Linked DNA regions of Mus musculus: region 1 is linked to region 2. The links are chromatin contacts, called in public promoter capture Hi-C maps. All regions are on one chromosome and are shown on one strand. The core of a region is the stretch at or near the end of the contact, and the rest is flanking DNA. Distances in the headings are between cores, read along the strand shown.

The links. Capture Hi-C pulls out chosen DNA fragments and counts their contacts.
Region 1: a contact with region 2 is called in a promoter capture Hi-C map of adipose tissue. The contact joins the promoter of Rhbdl3 here to the promoter of Rhot1 in region 2. A contact is called at or near these places in 2 of 39 promoter capture datasets (embryonic stem cells and hippocampal neurons), 2 of 484 Hi-C or Micro-C datasets (embryonic stem cells and muscle stem cells), 3 of 115 datasets of contacts at active chromatin or transcription factors (effector CD8 T cells and embryonic stem cells) and 3 of 9 other capture datasets (adipose tissue, liver and pancreatic islet).

What each region holds. Positions count from the first base shown.
Region 1 is chr11:80,296,870-80,303,653 of GRCm38.p6, forward strand. Rhbdl3 (rhomboid like 3) reads left to right here and starts at 4,043. Exons shown (of 9, transcript NM_139228.3): 1 at 4,043-4,402; 2 at 5,795-5,818. The coding sequence starts at 4,292.
Region 2 is chr11:80,206,291-80,213,023 of GRCm38.p6, forward strand. It overlaps Rhot1 (ras homolog family member T1), which reads left to right and starts at 2,761. Exons shown (of 19, transcript NM_021536.8): 1 at 2,761-3,033. The coding sequence starts at 2,958.

The sequences.
Region 1 (6,784 bases), core at 2,793-5,292, 92 kb after region 2:
CACACACACACACACACACACACACACACACACACACACACCACACTACACACACATAAACATGCATACACACATACATGTATACACACATATATATTATGTATATATATATACACACACCATACACACATATGTACACATAAATATATACACATACATGCATACACATATACACACACATATACATATACCACACACATACACATGGAGACATATGCATGCACACACATGTGTGTGCACACACACACAAAGATAATAAAGGTCAATGAGACTAGACTCATGCATGATCTCGACTTATGTACAGTATGCTCCCAGGACCTCTGGCATGACTGAAAGTGACCATTCTTTCTGTCTTTATCAGAATGTTTGAGTGCTCTGGGTGCCTTGTGTTGGAATGAGACTAAAGCTACTAAAGCTACCAAATAGTCAGATCTTTTTTGGTCTTGTTTTTTGAGAGAATTTCTCCGTGTAGCCCTGGCTGACCTAGAACTTACTCTGTAGACCAGGCTAGCTTTGGATTCACAGAGATATGCCTGCCTCTGCCTCCAGAAGGCTGGGATTAAAGGCTTGGGCCACCACCACCAGATCATTATCTCTTGAAGGTTCTAGGTTTGGCTGCAGGCTACAGGTCCCATGTGCTGGGGGACATGCTCCGTAGCTGCAGATTCCCCGGGGGTTAAGAGATGAATCAGGTTGTCTGGTGAAGCTGGGCATTCCTGAGGATACGGGACAGAGGGTAGACTCCGGAATGCAGAGATTGGGTGCTACTGATGCTCTTAATGGTTGCCAAGTCTAAGTGGTCACTTCCTGAAGGGCTGACTCCTAGGGAGAGCCCAGGATCCTTTCCCAGTAGGTTTGGGAGAACAGTGATGATGTTGAGCGCCTGTGCCTAGGGCAGGAAACAGCTCTCTGAGGTCCTTCTTCCTTTTGTTCTAACTGCTGATACTCATGCGACCTCTGGACCTCAGTCAGAAGGACTTATTTATTTATTATCGTATGTGTGTGGATGTTTTGCCTGCATGTGTGTCTGTGTATCATGTGTGTGCAGAGCCCATGGAGGCCAGAAGAGGGTGTGAGATCATCTGAGACTGGAGTTGCAGATTTGACTAGGAGTCAAATCTTAGTCCCCTGGGAGCGCAGCCAGTGTTGCAGAACCATCTCTCTCCAGACCTTTTTTATTTAGATATGAATGAGATGAAGTCTTTTTTTTAAGATTTTTTCAAAATTTATTTAATGTGAGTGCTCTGCTGCTTATACATCCGCCTGCTTGAAGGGGGCATCAGATCTCCCTATAGATGGTTGCTGGGAACTGAACTCAGGCCCTCTGGAAGAACAGCCAGTGAGTCAGGCTCTTAACTGCTGAGCCATCTCACCAACCCAGAGATGAAGTCTTACATCCAGGCCTGGTGGGCAAATCTATTATCCCAACTCCTTGGGAGAATGAGATAGGAAGACTCACAAGTTCAAGGCCAACCTTAGCAACTTAATTTGACATACTCTCAAAATAAAAGTGAAGAGAGGGGGGCTGGTGAGATGGCTCAGTGAGTAAGAGCACCCCACCCGACTGCTCTTCTCTTCCGAAGGTCCAGAGTTCAAATCCCAGCAACCACATGGTGGCTCACAACCATCTGTAACAAGACGCCCTCTTCTGGTGTGTCTGAAGACAGCTACAGTGTACTTACATATAATAAATAAATAAATCTTTAAAAAAAAAGTGAAGAGAGAAAAGGAAGAGGAAAGAGAGGGAATATGGGGGTTGTATTGCCCTGGCCTCTAATACAGGACATCATAAGGATTCAAATAATCCCCCTGTTTCAGCCTCCCAAGTGGCTGGGTCTAAAGGCTCCTGCTGCTGCATCAGTCTAGGAGGGATCTTTTCAAGTGTTACTGTCTTCTGTAACAGTATCAGTGTTCTTCTGTGTCTCCTGCTGCCCTTAGGATGGAATCCAAACTCCATTCTCAGGAAACTAGCAGCCCTCTCTCTCACGCCTCCCCTCAGGCTGGACTCTTCTATTGATGCTGGTGTAGTTTGATTTCCAACCATGCCAAATCCCTTGCAGTTCCCCTTCCACTCTGCACGCTGTCCCCTCTGCCTGAATTGCTGTGTCTCCTGCTACAGGGCTATGGAAGTGCTTCCTTTGGGAAGACCTCCTGGATCCACCAGGGCCCCTCCTCTTCCTTTCAGGCTGTAGGACTCCTGAGTTTCTGTGGAACCCAAGATTTGTTGAACATGGCTGTGTGCCCCACCCCACCTCCACACACACACCAAGATAAACCACTTATAGAGGACAGGGCTTGTCTTTCGCTCATCCATGTACCCTCAGAGATCTCCCCTAGTGTTTAATAAGAGCTCAACAAATGTTCAGCAATGGGAAGGTAACTTCCCCATGAGGGGGTGACTGAGTTGGATCTGTTGCTAAGAGCTGTCCCTGGGCTAGAGAAGAGAAAGCTTGTGAGGACTAGCTGGGGGGGAGGGGGGTGTGTCAGTGGATGCTGGACATCTCTGCAGAGTGGCCTTCTCTTCCACGCACCTGTCTCTTTCCAATCCCCCTGTAACCAGGCTTTCAGAACCAGCTCTTTCCCAAAGGTCTGAATGTAACAGAGCCAGCACTGCTCATGTTATGTCCAGCCAACGGTAGCAGGGGAGGTAGAGACAGGGTCCCTGGCCCTCAGGGCCCCAGCAGTTGCTTATCCTAATAGGCTTTTTTATCAGAAAGAATTCAGCCTCTCTTCTGTCCCCTGAAGGCAGTTTTCAAAAAAATCACACCCCCATGCAGACAGTTTTATTTACAAGGAAATCTTGGCAGGATCTTGACTTGTTAGTAGAGTAGAGATGGGGGAGGGGTGGCAAGAAACAAAAATAGTTGGAATGATCACACTTTCTGAAACCGAGATGAAAATTGGTGTCTGTTGCAAACTCACCTAATTAGGATGGAACTGATTTCCTTCTGGGTTTAAGAGGAGTAGTCAGTGCTGGGCGAGATGGTCACAGGTTGGATCCTGGGTTTGCACGATGTGGTTACATTTGCGTTATGAAAATGAAGGTGTTAATTGCAACTTCTGATAATAATAATAATCCTTTGGACGTCGAGAGGGGTAATGATGATGCGGAGAGGTTGAAGGGCTTTGGTTCTGTATGTAGGCTGCCGGAGGAGCGGGGGTGGGGGTGTGTGTGGGTGTGGGGAGTGTGGGAGGGGGAGGGGCGGCTGAACCAGGACTGAGCCCCTGAGCCTCCCTTGAGGAGCATCTACCCCAGCCCGGGCACTGGCACAAATTATAGTTAGGTGGGAAGATCGCTTTTCCCACAGGTACTCTGTCTCCCATTTTTCTTCTTTAAACATCCTTTAGTACTTTGCTAACTTCATTCCTGGTTTTTAGTTTTAGTTTTTTGTTTTTGTTCCCCACCACCCCCACCCCCACCCCCGGCCAGCTCTCCCCCCACCCCGCAATCCCTCCCCGGCACTCCACCCCTCCGCTCCTGTCTGGCAGGGCACTACTTTCCTGGATTTAACATGGTCGAGAAACCTGAAGATAGCATACAGCTCTAGATGGAGAGGTAGGGCAAAGGTTAGGATTTAGGGTCCCAAACCACCTGACCTTTCTCTCATCTCTAGGCTTTCCCAGACCTCCCAGAATCCAAGACCACAGCGAACAGAGAGAGGTCTTAAGGGTGGCTGGTGGAATCCAATTTTCACATCTCACTCTCAATTCAGTCCTATTTAACCCTGACATGGCCAACTTCGTGAGAACCTCGCTTCTGCCTCCGTCACACAATCTGCTGCTTCCAAGTGATGGTTAACCCGGTGCTGAGCTGAGCAGGCTGAGGGCAACGCAGTCCCCATCTCCGGGCGGGAGGAGCGGCGGCTTGTCGCTCGCCTCCCGGCAGCCAGCCCTCCCTCTTTCCCTCCCTCCCTCCCCGCGGGCGGCCTGGGGGGGCGGGGGCCCCGCGAGCAGCCCCGCCCCCGCCGCGCGCCACCCCGGAGGAGTCCGTGGGGAGGAGGAGGCTCGCGCGCAGAGCGGGGGCCGCGCGGAGCGGGAAGGAGCGCGGGGAGCGGTAGGGCCCGGCTGGCCCAAGGGCGCCCTGCCTCGGGCCCGCGACAGAGGCCAAGAAGTTTGGCGGCTAGGGGCCCAGCGCCCCGGGTCGCGGGGGCCGCAGTGAGGGCGGTGGGGAGAGCAGAACCATGGGAGCGAGCGCGGAGGCGGCGAGGGGCGCAGCTAGCTCCTGGAGCAGCACGGCCGCGGCGGCGCAAAGTTAGCCCGGCGCCCCGGGACGAGCGCCGCAGTCTGGGCCATGGGCGAGCACCCCAGCCCCGGCCCCGCAGTGGCCGCCTGCGCGGAGGCTGAGCGCATCGAGGAGCTGGAGCCCGAGGCCGAGGAGCGACTGCCCGCCGCGCCAGAAGACGTGAGTGCCCCCTCCTGTGTCCCTCAAACTTTCTGGGGGGCGCCACGCGGGGAGACGCCACTGCCTCAGCTCCCTACCCCGCAGACAACTTAGAGGCTTCAAGGTTATGTCACCGGAGCGTCCGGGATGAGTCGGGGGTCCCCGAGGGTAGGAGAGATAGGTCTCCCCCAAATGCAAGCGCGCGCTCCCCACCCCGCTCGGGTTCCCGCGGCTTCACTGCGGGACACAGCCCGGGCCACTGCGCCGGGAACCTGTCGGCTGCCGAGCCCCCTCCCCGCGGCTGGTGCAGTGCCCGGGACACGGCGTTTTCCTGCAGAGGCGGCCGCGTCACTGTAGTGACTTCCCCTCCCCTCCCCTCAGCGACCTGCGGACTCTGCAAGCCCGGGGAAGGAACCGGCGCCGCAGATGCCCAGTCTCTGATCAGCGCAGACCGCTCTGGAGACCCCTTCTCGGCTGCCAGATTAGCTCCCGCCGGCGTCAGTCCGGTCGCGACACTGATTGAAATTCAAACTGATCTCAGTCCCTGAACCCAGCCAGAGCTAGCTGGGTCGAAATGCTCCCAGCAGGGGGCTCAGGAGTCCCTGACCACCTCGGTGCCAGGAACGGTCCCCTGGGGCAGGGTAGGGAGGGGTTACTCCAGAGGGCTTTCCTGCCATCTGCCGCTTAGATCTCTTGTCTGCTGTCCTGGGAGGCGAGGCAGGATCTGGAAAGCCCCGGGTGCTTGAGTTGATGAAACTACTCCCTCTCGGCACCCTGCCTCGGACCTGTCCCTCCTTCAGAGTAAAATTAAACCAGAAACCCCAGCCTACGAAACCACAGCCAGCAAATCTGAATGGGCCGGGAGTCTAACATCTCTCGGGTTTGCGTAACTAAACCTGTCACTTTGTCCTGGCCCTAACTCCTGAGAGAGTCTTCTGTATTCAGTACTTGCACTCAGTCTTGGAAGCATATTGGGGAACACACACACACACACACACACACACACACACACACAGAGTGCTCAAGCAGGGGCGAGTCTCCTGAGCAGAGTCCTCCAACAGACAAGGTCTGAAGGTGTACTCCGGGAGTAGATGTGGACGTGACCTTTCCGTAGCAGAAGTTATCAGAAACCCGGAGACACGGTTGGGAATCGTCCTTGTTCTCATTCCAGCATCTGACTGTGTTCCCCCCCCCCAAAAAAAAACACCCCATTCCCACACCGTACTGTGCGAGTTCTGCCTTCGCTCACACGGGGACTTTTCAGGTTTCATCTGGGGGGCCCCTGAACCTGATTCTGACTGCTGGGCAACAGCTGGGAGGTGATGTCAGAAACCTCAGGGGTCTACAGAAACCTTGGTGATAAGTGCCTTTCTTTCTCTTCTTCCTCTCCCGCATGGCCTCCCTCTCTACCAGCACTGGAAAGTCCTGTTTGAAAAGGTATGTGAGCAGTTAAATACCTTTCTTCTTCCCAGCCCTGCCTGAAACCGGTCTCAGTCTTCCTGCTTGACTGCGTGGGCTTTCCTAGCTCAGTGCTCCGGAGATGGTGACGTGCTATGGAGGCGTGGCTTAATACATCTAGGGCGGAGCCACACGGTGCTCTGGGTATCCGGAGACAGCAGTAGGCTCCCTAGAGAGAAATCGTTCATCCCTACAAATTCTTCTTGCACCATGGCTGGGCTTACGCCACCCAGAGATTGGACAACTTGTATTAAAGTTTTCGCTATGCAAGAGGAGAGGATTGCAGTGGGAGGCTGGGGGGAGGTGGGGGAAGGGGCATAAAAGAATCATTTGGCTCCTTTTCTGCTCCTATTATAAAAAATGCTTTGCCCCAGTAACATGAAATCTCTGTCTTCCTTGGGGAGGAGGATCTACTCACAAAATGGGCTCTTCCGAAGGCTGATCTTGTGTCTCGTTCTGCAGTGGGGATGGGCCAGTGCTGGGCAGTTACAAATGAAAAGTAGGATGTGGTCATTTGCAGCGCCTGGAGGAGAGGGGTGAGGAGTTGGTGAGGTTAGAAATGCCAAGTGTTGGGTTCTTTTCAGCTTGGTACTTGGGTTCTGCTAGATTGCCTCTCCATGCTTGAATATAGTCCAGGAGAAGTGACAGGAAGGTGCCAGTGTTGGTGGATTCTGAACACTTAAGTCACAAGCCAGAGTAGCTGTGACATGAAGTTGTGCAACTTTAAGAGATGTTTAAGCCAGGCATGCTGGCACACATCTGCAGTGCCTGCATTTGGGAGCTAAATTAAGCAGGACAGTCAGGAACTCGAGGCCATCCTTGGCTATCCTTGCCTCTGAGGCTTGCCTGGAATAGTGAATGGGGGTGGGGGGGGGTCCACAGTTGAAAAGGCATCTTGATCAAGACCTTTGTTTTAGGTGGGAACATTTTCAAGAGCTTTTGCTT
Region 2 (6,733 bases), core at 1,511-4,010:
TTTTTAAAGAAAAGTTTTGGGCCTTGGAAAATGGCTTAGTGGGTAAAGAAGTAAAGACTTGAGTTCAGATTCTCAGCACCTACATAAAAAGTGCCACGTGTGTGTGCTGACGGTGGAGGGTGCAGGGGTGTAGAGACAGGCAAATCCTGAGTGGCTTGCTGGCCAGGCGGTTTAGCCGTATCAGTGAGTTCTAGCTTTAGTGAGAGACCCTCTCTCAAGCAAAACCAAGGTGGACAGTGATGGAGGAAGGCTTCTGACTTCCAATAGCATGAGAAGGGGTATGTGTTTGCATTAAACACACACACACACATGCACCACACACTAAATAAACACATCTTTTTTTTTTGGTTTTTGTTTTTCAAGAGATGGATTCTCTGTGTAGCCCTGGCTGTCCTAGAACTTGCTCTATAGATCATGCTGGTCTTAACCTCACAGAGATCTGCCAGCCCCTGTCTGTTGAGTGCTGAGATTAATGGCATGGGAGATATCCCCAGCTAAAATTCTGTATGATACATTATTCAGATACAAAGCACAATCTCTGACTTACTGTGATTTGACTATTTATTTATTATTGCTGACCTGTTTTGAGTCAAGGTCTCTTTATGTAGTCTTGGCTGGGATGGAACTATTTTTTTTTCTTTTTTAAAAACATTTTTATTTATTTTATGTATGAGTGCTCTACCTGTATATACACTTGCATGCCAGAAGAAGGCATCAGACCCTGGTATAGATGGTTGTGAAACACCATGTGGTTGCTGGGAGTTGAACTCAGGACCTTTGGAAGAGCAGGCAGTGCTCTTAACCATTGAACCATCTCTCCCAGACCCTGGAGTAGAACTCTTTTAAGAAATCAGCCTGTCTCTGCCTCCTGAGTACTGGGATTAAAGGCACCTGTCACCACTTCCAGCTATATTAAAAAAGAAATCTATAGTAGTGTCAATTGTTTCTCTATCTTTTGGCTAAAATGTATCATAGTGCCAAAGTGATAACATGGTTAATAGAATTGTATTTCACAATTTTTGATGCCTTTCTGGGCTAGTAATAGGCAGGACAGCAGCAGCAAGTGTCTCTCAGCTGTGTGATCAGGAAGATAAACTACTGTGTTATTTAAATGTGGTGCTTGGAAGGTTACTAGATTACTAGATTTCTGTTTATAGTGGGTTTATCTGGTGGTGATTCCATCAGAAAATAGTGGAACATTTAAATATTACTTCATGAGGTTGCTCCAAATATTTATGCAAGGAAGGGTCTGACATCTTCATTTGGTAGAGAAGAAACAGGCAGAGGGGCCATGAGTCCTCTAGAGTCCTGTAATCTTCTTTGCAGCTACCGTCCTAGGGACATCTCCCTGTGAACAAGAGGTGTGCCTTCACCCCCTGTTGTATCACGGAGTGGGGTTTTGTTGCTTGTTTGAGACAGGGTTTCATTGGGTAACTCAGGTTGGCTCTCAACTAGTGGTCCTGCTTCAACCTCTTGAATACTGGGATGGTTTATATCACCACACCAGCTTTCCCAGGCACTTTTTAAGAAAGGGTTTCCTTCTATTTCTGTCTGTCTGTTTTTTTGTTTGTTTGTTTGTTTTTTGAGACAGGATTTCTCTGTATAGCCCTGGCTGTCCTGGAACTCACTTTGTAGACCAGGCTGGCCTCGAACTCAGAAATCTCCTGCCTTTGCCTCCCAAGTGCTGGAATTAAAGACGTGTGCCACCACCGCCTGGTGGGCATGAAATATCTATGTGTGGATAAGAATAGCTTTGATGGCTTAATCTTCTTGCCACCACCACTTTCAGGTTTGAAATACCATGGCTCCTTAGGTCTCACCCTAAAGCCCAGGCTGGCCTCAGATTCATGGCAATCCTTCTACTTCATCTTCCCAGATGCTGGGATTACAGGCATGAGCTATCACGCCCTACTTTTTTTTTTTTTTTTTTTTTTTGGTTTTTCGAGACAGGGTTCCTCTGTGTAGCCCTGGCTGTCCTGGAACTCACTTTGTAGACCAGTCTGGCCTCGAACTCAGAAATCTGCCTGCCTCTGCCTCCCCGGTGCAGGGATCAAAGGCGTGCGCCACCATGAAAAAAAAGCCCGGTTGTCGGCCTTTTTTTTTTTTTAAGCAATTTCTTGGGCTGTGATATAGTCTCGGGTAAAAGTGCTTTCTGTTCAGGCCTGATGACCTGAGTTTGACCCCTGGATCCAAAGTGCCTCTAAGAGCTGGCTTGTGCCATAATGTCAGCCAAGTACCAATTCTTGAGGACTGTCCTCTGACCGCCACATACTCACCATGGAAGATACTCAAACGCACGTGTCATACACAAATATACAGAATAATACATTTTGAGGGGGGGAAAACAGGTGATGGGCTCTGGGGAGTGTTCACACCCTGGGAGCCAGTAACCTTGTTCAATAAAGCATTTTTGAAAGGTAAGTCCAACAGTGTGAACACAGCTGAAAACCAGGTAGGCAGGTCTCTTGCCCTCCTGGACATTATCGTTTAGTGAAGAAATCTCCGATTCACGACCAAGCTCCTGCTGCGTGACCCTGGACTCTTCTGTTCTTGTTCTGTAAAACAAGTGGGCTCTGACTGTTCTGACCAAGGAATCTGTCACTTACATCCTCTGGCAGTGTTCAGACTGTGGCAGGCAAACCTCCGGGGTTTTGCGCTACCGTCTGCCTTCCTGCAGGGGCGCTGTTCAAGATACGAGAGCGTTGAGGTTCCGAAAGCTCTTGTCCCTCGCCGCCCGCCGTCGTCCTCGCCGCCGCCGCCGCCCGCGTCCGCGGAGCCGGAGGAGGCGGAGCTGGCTTGCCCCGGCTCCCAAGCGGAGCGGTAGAGGAGGAGTCGGTGCGGCAGGTCCTGGCGGCCGAGATTCGGGCGCAGAGGCCGCTAAGGCTGGCAGGGAGCGGCGGTATCGCGGGGAGAGCGGCGCCACGGGCTGGACGCTCCCGGCGTGAGGCGTGCGCTCCATGCGTGCGGGCCGAGTGCGGCCCCTGCGAGCCTCCGACATGAAGAAAGACGTGAGGATCCTGCTGGTGGGAGAACGTGAGTCCGCGCCCTGCCCGGCCTCGCAGCCCGGGTGCCCTCTCCAAGCCTGCCAGCCCCTTTGCTCTTCCCTACCGTGGCCCTCTGCTCCTCGCAGGCCTTGTCCCCCTTCAGTCCCTAACGCCCGGTCCTCTCGCTGCGAAAGCTGTCGCCGTCGCCACCACCTCCTCGAGTTCTTTCCTCTTGGGCCTCAGCGTTTGTCGGGCCACCTCCCGTCCGACCCTCTGGTCGCCTGTCAGTCACTCATTGCCAGGCAGATGTTGGAACAGGCAGACTGAGCACTTGGGACTGCGGGAACCGGCTGGCGGGGGACACTAGGGGGAGGAGGAGTGCAGAAGTAGTCGACTTGGGAGCAAGGTCAGGTCTCTGGAATTTTTTTTTTTTTTTTTTTTCACTTGCTGCCTTCACTGCTACTGTGCATGGGCATTAAGAGAGAGCGTTGGCTTGCTTGAGTAAGTAGCTCAGTAGTAGAATTCTAGCATGCATAAAAACCTGGATTCAGTCTCCAGCACCAAGAAGAAAAAAAAGAGCTTAAGATAGCGGGATTTTTTAAAAATTAGATTTTTTTTTTTTTTTTTTTGCCGTACTTGTGTCGAACAAACTCCTTCAAGTTAATAATATGAGTATTGAGTGAACGATACTTAACTAGGGAGGGATCTTTAGATGGGGCGATTGTTACCCTAAAAGTCTTAATTTTCGCTCCTTGTTAGACATTCCATAGTTCTGTAGTAGTTCTTTTAATAAGAGCAGGCATATAGGGCTTCCGAACAGGCACATGTTCCCATGCTCTTTAAAGATAGATCTCACTTTTTTCCTGGTAAAGAAGACAAAACAACAAAAACAACGCTTTTGCTGGCTGATAGGAATGCAGTATAGAGCAGGGATTTCTGATCTTACTGCGAGGTACATGACTTAATCATGGCAACTAAGTTAAAAAGAGGGGTTCATTAGTTCATGTTTTGCCATTGCTGATTTGAAGCATTCTATTATAAACCACTCAATTATATCTTTAAGTAGCCTCTCTAGGTCGCTGTGATACATTCCTAAGGAGGAAAGTGTACATATTAAGAAAAAAAAAACAATTTTGGGGGGGTGGGGTAGGGTGTGCTCTTAGGGCCCAGACAGAGCAAGTCAGATCCCTCGGAGCTAGAGTTACAGGTGGTTTGAGCCACCAGACTTGGGTTTTCTGCTTTTAACCACTGCAGCCCCAAGTCTGCTGGCCTCAGAAAGGGGCGGGAGGGGAGGAAACGACTGTGGACTGTTGATCCGTGTAGCTGTAGCAGCTTTTGGGAGAACTCTAGTCAAAATTGGGAACTAAGCTCCCGTGAAGCATAGTTTGCTTTTTTATTTTCAGTTATGGGTTTTTGGCCTTATTTATAATGGTATCTTACTCTTTCTTTTGCATCAAGTTCTCTAACAGTAAAGGAAGACATTATTTAAGGCATGGTTGGTGCTGATACATTTGGGGGAAAATTAGGGAAAGTGAGCAGGTGACCCCTTAATTGTATTTTCTAAAAGTCTAATGCTTTTTAAAACTCAATTTGTAAAAAAGATATTTTGGATTTGGTGTTCAATATAGGAACCGATGATACAGCATTAGTGTATAGACTGAGTAGAAATGCTATACATGCTGGGCGTGGTGACGCATGCCTTAATTCCCAGCACTGGGGGGGTGGGGAGGGGGGCGGGCTACAAAGTGAGTACCAGGACAGCCGGGGCTACACAGAGAACCCTGTCTCGAAAAAAAAAAAAAAAAAAAAAAAAAAGAAGTGCTGTACATATGTCAGATTCAGTGGCACCGTAGGACATTTTACATTAACTTTAACAGTATTACTTAGGAATATGCAGAAGTTTAAAATTTGTTAGAAAAAGTATGTCATGTAGTCCTGAAAGCCAGCTAGAGAATCGGAACAACTCTGTGTGGGTTTTCTGACCACAGGGAGCAAGTTATAAGAGAAAGCCTTAGCTTTTGAAGGAGACCCTGCTTTTTCCTAAGAGGATGGTGCCAACCATGTGGTTGGCACACATCTGTGAGCCATTACTCAGGAGTCTGAAGTAGGAGGATGGTTAATCAAAAATTTTCAAGGACTAGCGTGTGTAGCTTAGTGGTAGGGCACTTGCCTTACATGTAAGAACTTCTGCTCAATCTACAGTATAGCGTAGATATAGGGTAAGGTTGGCATCAAAGCGTTAGGCCATCTACTACTATTAAGAAAGCAAACTATAAGCCGGGCGTGGTAGCACACACCTTTAATCCCAGCACTTGGGAGGCAGAGGCAGGTGGATTTCTGAGTTCGAGGCCAGCCTGGTCTACAGAGTGAGTTCCAGGACAGCTAGCATGGTTTCACAGAGAAACCCTATTTTGAAAAAGCCCAACCAAACAACTAAACAACTAAATAAACCGTATCACATGTATATATTTTCCATCCCCTTCTTCTTTTTTCCCCTCTCTACCCTTTTCTCATTAAGGTAAAATACTAAGTTTGCTAGGCTGCCTGGGAAGTGGTTGTATAGTGACCTGGAACTTTTGGTCCTCCAGCTGTACCTCAAAGGCCAGGATTGCTGGTTTGTCCCACCCTGCTTAGTTTTTGTGGTGCTTTGTATCAAGGCTTAGTGCTTGCTAGGTAGCACTCCACCAAGTGAGCTCCTCAGCTCTTATACAAATGCTTTCACAGTTTGAAATGTTAGAAGTATAGTTATACTTAATTGAAGTATAGGATATCAGTTATTTTAATGAGTAGTATTTGGTAGGTAAATCCTTTTTTTTTTCCCCTTCAGTTTTTCAAAAATGGTTTCTCCGTATAGCCCTGGCTGTCCTGGTATCCTGGAACTCATTCTGTAGACCAGGCTGCCCTCGAATTCAGATCTGCCTGCCTGTCTCCCAAGTGCTGAGACTAAAGGTGTGCACTACCACCCAGCCTGAGCTTTACTTCTTACGCACGCGTGCGTGCATGTGTGCGTGTGTGTAGGTGTAGGTGTGTAGGTCTGAGGAGAGCTTGTGGGAGTTTGTTCTTTTCGACCATGTGGGTTCTGGGGATTGGACTTTGGTAGTCAGGCTTTGAGGTAAATGCCTTCACCTGCTGAGCAGTCACACAGGCCCTACTTTTTGAGTTAATGTAAATACTTGTCAGCCTTTAGCCTAGCTGTAGCATTTTAAATCCTAGATTTAGGGCTTACACTTGTAATCCTAGCACTCAAGTGGGGAGCCAGGGGGGAGGAGATCACCACAGGTTCAAGGCCAATTTGGCTTATCTTAGTGAGTTCTGGCAAGTCTAGGCTACATAGTGAGATACTATCTTCAAACACAAGTACACACACACACAAAGATTTTAAAATTAAATGACTAAATGGTATGTAAGTGTGTGTCAGAGACTATTTTAAAATATATCTGGCTCATTATCTATTCTTCTGATATTAGACAAAAGTTATTTTGATTTGAGGTTTTGTGTTTTGTTTTGTTTTTTAAAAGAATTATTTATCTTATGAGTAGAATACACTGTTGCTGTCTTAAGACACACCAGAAGAGGGCATTGGATCCCATTAGAGATGGTTGTGAGCCACCATGTGGTTGCTGGGAATTGAACTGAAGACCTCTGGAAGAGCAGTCGGTGCTCTTAACTGCTGAGCTATTGCTCCAGCTCGTGATTTGAGTTCTTAATATGCTTATTTAAACATCTAGTTTTCATTTGCTTTCAGATGG